Linked DNA regions of Sus scrofa: region 2 is linked to region 1. The links are chromatin contacts, called in public HiChIP or PLAC-seq maps. All regions are on one chromosome and are shown on one strand. The core of a region is the stretch at or near the end of the contact, and the rest is flanking DNA. Distances in the headings are between cores, read along the strand shown.

The links. HiChIP or PLAC-seq counts read pairs in DNA pulled down with a chosen protein or histone mark.
Region 2: a contact with region 1 is called in an H3K27ac HiChIP or PLAC-seq map of skeletal muscle, with 3 times the contacts expected there. The contact joins two enhancer-like sites. A contact is called at or near these places in 2 of 47 Hi-C or Micro-C datasets (embryonic fibroblasts and heart right ventricle) and 1 of 2 datasets of contacts at active chromatin or transcription factors (skeletal muscle).

What each region holds. Positions count from the first base shown.
Region 1 is chr14:20,692,294-20,695,040 of Sscrofa11.1, forward strand. All of the region lies in intron 16 of PALLD (palladin), which reads right to left. Among named protein-coding and RNA genes, the nearest start is that of CBR4, 72 kb to the left of the region's middle. Within about 2 kb of position 1,403, at least 29 of the 83 cell types and tissues checked have an H3K27ac peak or open chromatin away from gene starts, as enhancers often do. A contact at or near this core is called in skeletal muscle, where this site is marked.
Region 2 is chr14:20,901,792-20,904,538 of Sscrofa11.1, forward strand. The region is part of intron 2 of PALLD (palladin); the gene reads right to left. Among named protein-coding and RNA genes, the nearest start is that of PALLD, 120 kb to the right of the region's middle. Within about 2 kb of position 1,345, at least 24 of the 83 cell types and tissues checked have an H3K27ac peak or open chromatin away from gene starts, as enhancers often do. A contact at or near this core is called in skeletal muscle, where this site is marked.

The sequences.
Region 1 (2,747 bases), core at 153-2,652:
CTTGGTTCTGGCCCTGCCAGTGGAATGACCGAGGGCAGGTAACAGACTCCCAAGGGAGGGTCCTCATTCGTCAAACAGGACCCTCCTGATCACCTGGGGGAGGGGCTCTCAGGGTGACTAAATGGGCTAAAAGTGCTTGGTCCTGTGTCTGGCACATAATAAATGCTCAGGGGATTACGTTATTACAGCACTGGATACAGATGTCATTGTAACAACAACCAGATGGATACGAACTGTTTTCTTGATGCAATTTTTTTCACACGTAATGGAGTTTTCTTCCTCTTTTTGGTATCAGGATGTAATTTACTCCAGAGGAAAAGCAAGGCTCTCTTAACAGGAGGTGGGTGGGGTGTGCGATGAGCAGATCTGCCTTTCTGCCCCACACTGCGCAGGACACCACACACAGGCACATCCCTCATGTCTGTTACGTGACGGCCATGCCTGAGGTCCAGCAGGAGTGTCCCACTGAACCCCAACCACCGCCCCTGCTGGGGACATACCCTGCCTTCTCTCCCTCTCTAAACAGGGTGAACAGGCTGGCAGGCAGCTCTGCATAGATGGCATGTTTCTACCATGACTTTAGGGCTCTCAGTGCTACTGCTTAGAACCATATGGACAAATACCACCACAGGCTAGTTCCTGAACATCCCAAACTTAAAAAAAAGGAGTATATATCACTCGTCACCTTTTTATTCCTGCACTATCCTTCACTTCTAAACAGAAAGGGGGAAGGCCTAGAATTCAGAAGGGATAGTTGCTCATCTGATGATATACTATTATTGCCCAAATATATTCCTAACCAGTAAGTGAACAGGAATATTTAGAAAGCATCTAAACTAACATGTGTATAATTTTGACATTTTAAATCCAGAATTCAGTGAAGCATTTTTGAAAAGATGCCTCCAATATGCACAACTCTAAGTTCAGATTTTTAGGTCTGAACGTTTTCTGAGGAAGAGCATCCAAAATAAGCATTCAGCAATTTAAATCGAGAACCTAGGGGCCATAGTCAATCCGGCTCTGGGGCACCTTGACGCTCACTGTTCACTTCAACGGTCCCATTTCTTCTTGCTTTATTATCACCGTATGAAGGAATCATGGAAGCGAACGTCAGTGAAGCTTGGAAAAAGCCAGGAAACCTTACAAAGCTGAAGCAAACACACCATTAACCGGCCTTTTAAATTTAACTCAGCTGCTTGCTGCTTTTCTGTTCCCAGCCAGCCCACAGCGTTTAAAACCACAGTACAAAGTCCTAAAATTGAATCCTTAAAGTGGTTCTGTTACACCCAGTGCCTCAGGCGAGGCTGATTATTTACGTGGTGATTATTTACCTCCATCTCCCCATTTTTAAACCCTAACTCTCAGCTCTCTCAGGAAGGCCTGCCTCTGGTACACAATGCAATTCCAGGAAGCATCCAGCATCCAGCTGAGCACAGCAGCCGGTCCAAAACCCCAGTGCAAGACGGTAACCTAGCAATGCAGCAAAACAAGGCCAAACACGCACATTTAGATTGGGCTGTGTCTTAAAAGATGGGATTAGAGGCTGGAAGAGGCGGCGACTGTGGCCCTCACTTTGGCACAGATTTGGTGCAACGTGCACAACTCCTTGTTACTCCACCAAGCTGTGTGACTGCTTGTCTCTCGGGGTGACCCCCGGGGCAGCACTCGCCCAGTGCTGTGTTCTATCCCAAGAGGAAACAGGACAACCAACATTATCCAATGTGTTTCTTATTCCCCAAAGGCTAGCCCCAGGGGAAGAGTATCCTATAAAGTCATCTGCTGGCCATCAGGATCTCCCCCTCCCCTGCTTCTCGCCCCTTCTCTTGGCCGAAATCGGTAATGACGTCCCCTGCTCGGGAGAGTGTGCCATCTGCCTCTCATTACCGATTCCTTTCTTGTCAGCCTTTCCCCCTCTGCTGCGGGCACCGCACATCGTGGAGGCCAGTGTACCAGGGAAAAGAGGTGTACTCATCTCCCTCTCAAACCCAAATCCTTGTATGATGTGGGAACAAATTAAGGTACCAAAGAACATCAAGGAAGCTGGGGATCAGCACCAGCTGATGTTTCGCTTTTGGGATAAACATCTCTTGAAAAACTTAGCTTTTTACCTCTGAGAATTTCTTCAATGTCTACTTAGGTCATGCTTCTTTTAAATCATGCTTTAATTCACAAATTATAAGAATGGCAAAATCCTTTTATATACAACAACAGCTGTTAATAAAGTTGAGATTATGAAGTGTTAAATGTTTCTCTTACTGACTTCTTATAGCAACAAGTGATAACCCACACCAAGAATTGGGTAGAGGAGTTCCTGTCGTGGCTCAGTGGTTAATGAATCCGACTAGGAACCATGAGGTTGCAGGTTCGATCCCTGGCCTTGCTCAGTGGGTTAAAGATCCAGTGTTGCCATGAGCTGTGGTGTAGGTTGCAGATGCAGCTCGGATCCACATTGCTGTGGTTCTGGCGTAGGCCGATGGCTACAGCTCCGATTTGACCCCTAGCCTGGGAACGTCCATATGCCGCGGGAGCAGCCCAAGAAATGGCAAAAAGACAAAAAAAAAAAAAAAAAAAAAAAAAAAAGAATTGGGTGGAGAAATGGGCTGCTGCTGCTTATGGGGTTTAAATGTCACTCTGTCACACAGCACTATTTATGCTTGTCAGCAGCCAAGACATGGAAGCAACCTATGTGTCTACTGACAGATGAATGGATTAAGATGTGGTACATAATACAGTGAAATACTGCTCAG
Region 2 (2,747 bases), core at 95-2,594, 210 kb after region 1:
AGGGATCGAACCTTCACCTTATGGATACAAGTCAGATTCGTTTCTGCTGAGTCACGACAGGAACTCTGGAAGGACCCCTTTCTAAGCACCAGCCGGGGGCCACACCAGCCAGGCTGTGTGAGTGGGATGGAATGCCACTTCATGCCACTCGAGGACAGTGCTGAGCGTATCCAGAGCAGCCCGGCTCTGCCTCAGAGCTGAGACTGGGTCCCAGTCTCTACATTCATCACATAAAGTCATGGTACAGGGGCCCCCGCAGCCCTGAAACCTCTTGTTCTGTGGGGTTCAGGAGGTTGAACCTGAACGTGTGGCTGTATTAACACATCACATTTTTCCTTCCAAGAAAGTAAAAGCAGGACAGGTGCAGTGGGAGGGGGGCGGTGGCACCCTCAGGGCTTAGTGGGCCTGAGCACGTGCTGGGGAGGAGGGGCCACTGTGAGGATGGCCATGGTCCCCTGGGGGATGACCTGGTCCTGAGGGGAAGGTGGGGGGAGAAGGTAGGTCCCCTCAGGGTGACCTGGTCCTGGGCAGAAGGTGAGGGGAGAAGGCAGGCAGGCACGGGTGGATGAGGGTCCCGGAGGCGACACGTCGGCTGGATATCATGAGGATGGAAGGAAAGGCTGCAGGTCAGGGCTGCAGCTGATGGGAGGAAGACCCAGCAAAGCCCAAGAACTTGGGTGGACCTTGGCTGACAAGCTGCTCCAGGCACAGCCTGAATCCAAGAGGATGAGTCTGGGCTCAAGGGAAGGGCCCCGGCTCTCGGCCCAGGCTTTGGGAGGTGGGCTGCATTTCCATTTGCCTCTGCTACTTATTAGCCTGTGACCTTGGGCAGGATGCTTCTCCTTATCAGAACATAACAAAGCAGGATAACAGATCTACCGCATAATATTTTTTGTGGGGATTAAACATGATTATGTGCCTGACATACAGCAAGGACGGTAAGACTACTGTAAGGTTGATGTGGGCCTGGGGATGAAATTAAGGCCGAATAAAAAGAAACCACAGTGACTCATGGCTCAGAGAAAGGACCTGGACCTGGGCTGCCTTGGTGGCTGGTTCCCCTGTGCTCCTCCCCCAAACCTGGGGCTGCTGAACTTTGCAGGGGGGACTGTTAGGACCCGGCCCCCATTTCAGAGACACTGAGGCCTTTAGCGACCCCAGGTGTGGGCTTAGCCTTTGGACTCCAAGGTGTTTGTTTTCCCCTCACAGGACAGAAATGGGAAGAATGTGGGAGCCAGTGGGTGTTTGAAAAGTACAAACCAATCAGCTGAGTAACGGGAATGTGATGGCAACCTTGTCACTCAGTCTGATGGTGGATGGCCCCTCCTCCTTGGACAGTGGCCAAGGACCACCTGGCGCTGGGAGGAGGACCTGGTTGGGCAGGTCCTGGCCCATGTCAGGATGGGGCCTGTCCTCCCAGGCCAGGGCAGGGCGAGCGCACAACTTTCTATGTCACATTCAAGGCATGAGGACCCCTCTGTGTCCTGACCCTGGGCTGCGTCATCGCTCCCTCCAGAGAACCGTGATGAGCCTGAGGTTCTTCCAGAGTCACCCTGCCCCCTTTCCCTCATAGCACAGTCACCCTCTCTGGCCCCGCCTCACAGGATTCCCTTCCAAGCACAGCGTGTCTGTGACCTTTTCCTGCTGTGGAGACGAATCCTGGGACGCTGGCGTCTGCTGAGACAAGATGGGCCCGGAGCCCCTCGCTTCCCTTCTCTCTGGAATGCACTCAACACTCCTGCTCAGGATTGTGAAAAAATAAAGGGGTGTGTGTGTGTGACATTTTCTTTTCAAAATAGTTTAGATCGAGTCCTGCTGGAAGCGAGGAATATGACTAAATGATTTCTGAGACTCCCTTCCAGCCAGTGATTCATATCAGACACAGAGTTCTAAGCTGGAATGGACCATTACATTCTGGGCCAAATGTCTCATTTTTGCAAATAAGGAAAGTGACGTCCACGGAGGTTAAGAGTGATGGAGGCTGTGTGCTGCAGTGGGGAGAACACGGATTTAAAGCTAGGAGTTCTGTGTCTGAGGCCAGACTTCACCGGCCACCTGCTGTAAGACCTGGAGAGGTGAGAAGGACACACACGGGATGTCCTTCCACGTGGCGTTCTGAGAACGGTGCAACATCGCCTTCTCGAAGGACATGAGAAAACGTCACAGACTGCTTTATTAACAGGCTGCATGGTCAAGCAGCTTGCTCAAGGTCGCACCATGGCAAAACCAGAGAGGTTCAATAGCCATCACACAACGCTGCCTTTTTGAAGGTCCACCAAAGCTCTAGTGAAAAATTTTCTCATAAGACCCTAATTTAATTTCCACATACTTTCCTTTAACCCCTTTGGTACACAGACTGGCGCAGATGGGCTGCAGCCTCCCTCTGCCCCAGGGTCATGGCACTCGGACCTCCGACTGAGAGCTGCCAAGGGACCCAGTACGTCTATGGCAAGATTTCCTGGAACTCCTCTAACCAGCTTCCTGGCCCCAGCGGACATGGAGGTGCTACCTGGTAGCTTTCAGTGGGCTGTTAGACTACAGCTTATACCCTGAACACTGCAGTCGGATGAGAGTGAGGCACAAAGTTAAGTGAGCACAGGTCCTTTGAGTTCCCACTGGACAGACGCTTGGGAACTGGATCAGCCAGCCGTAGGTGCTTGGCTTGCCAGTGTGGGATCAGCCACAGAGGCGATGAGGGGATGATGTGAGGAGGTGACATAGGCACCACTGAGGGCAGGGCTGCTGGG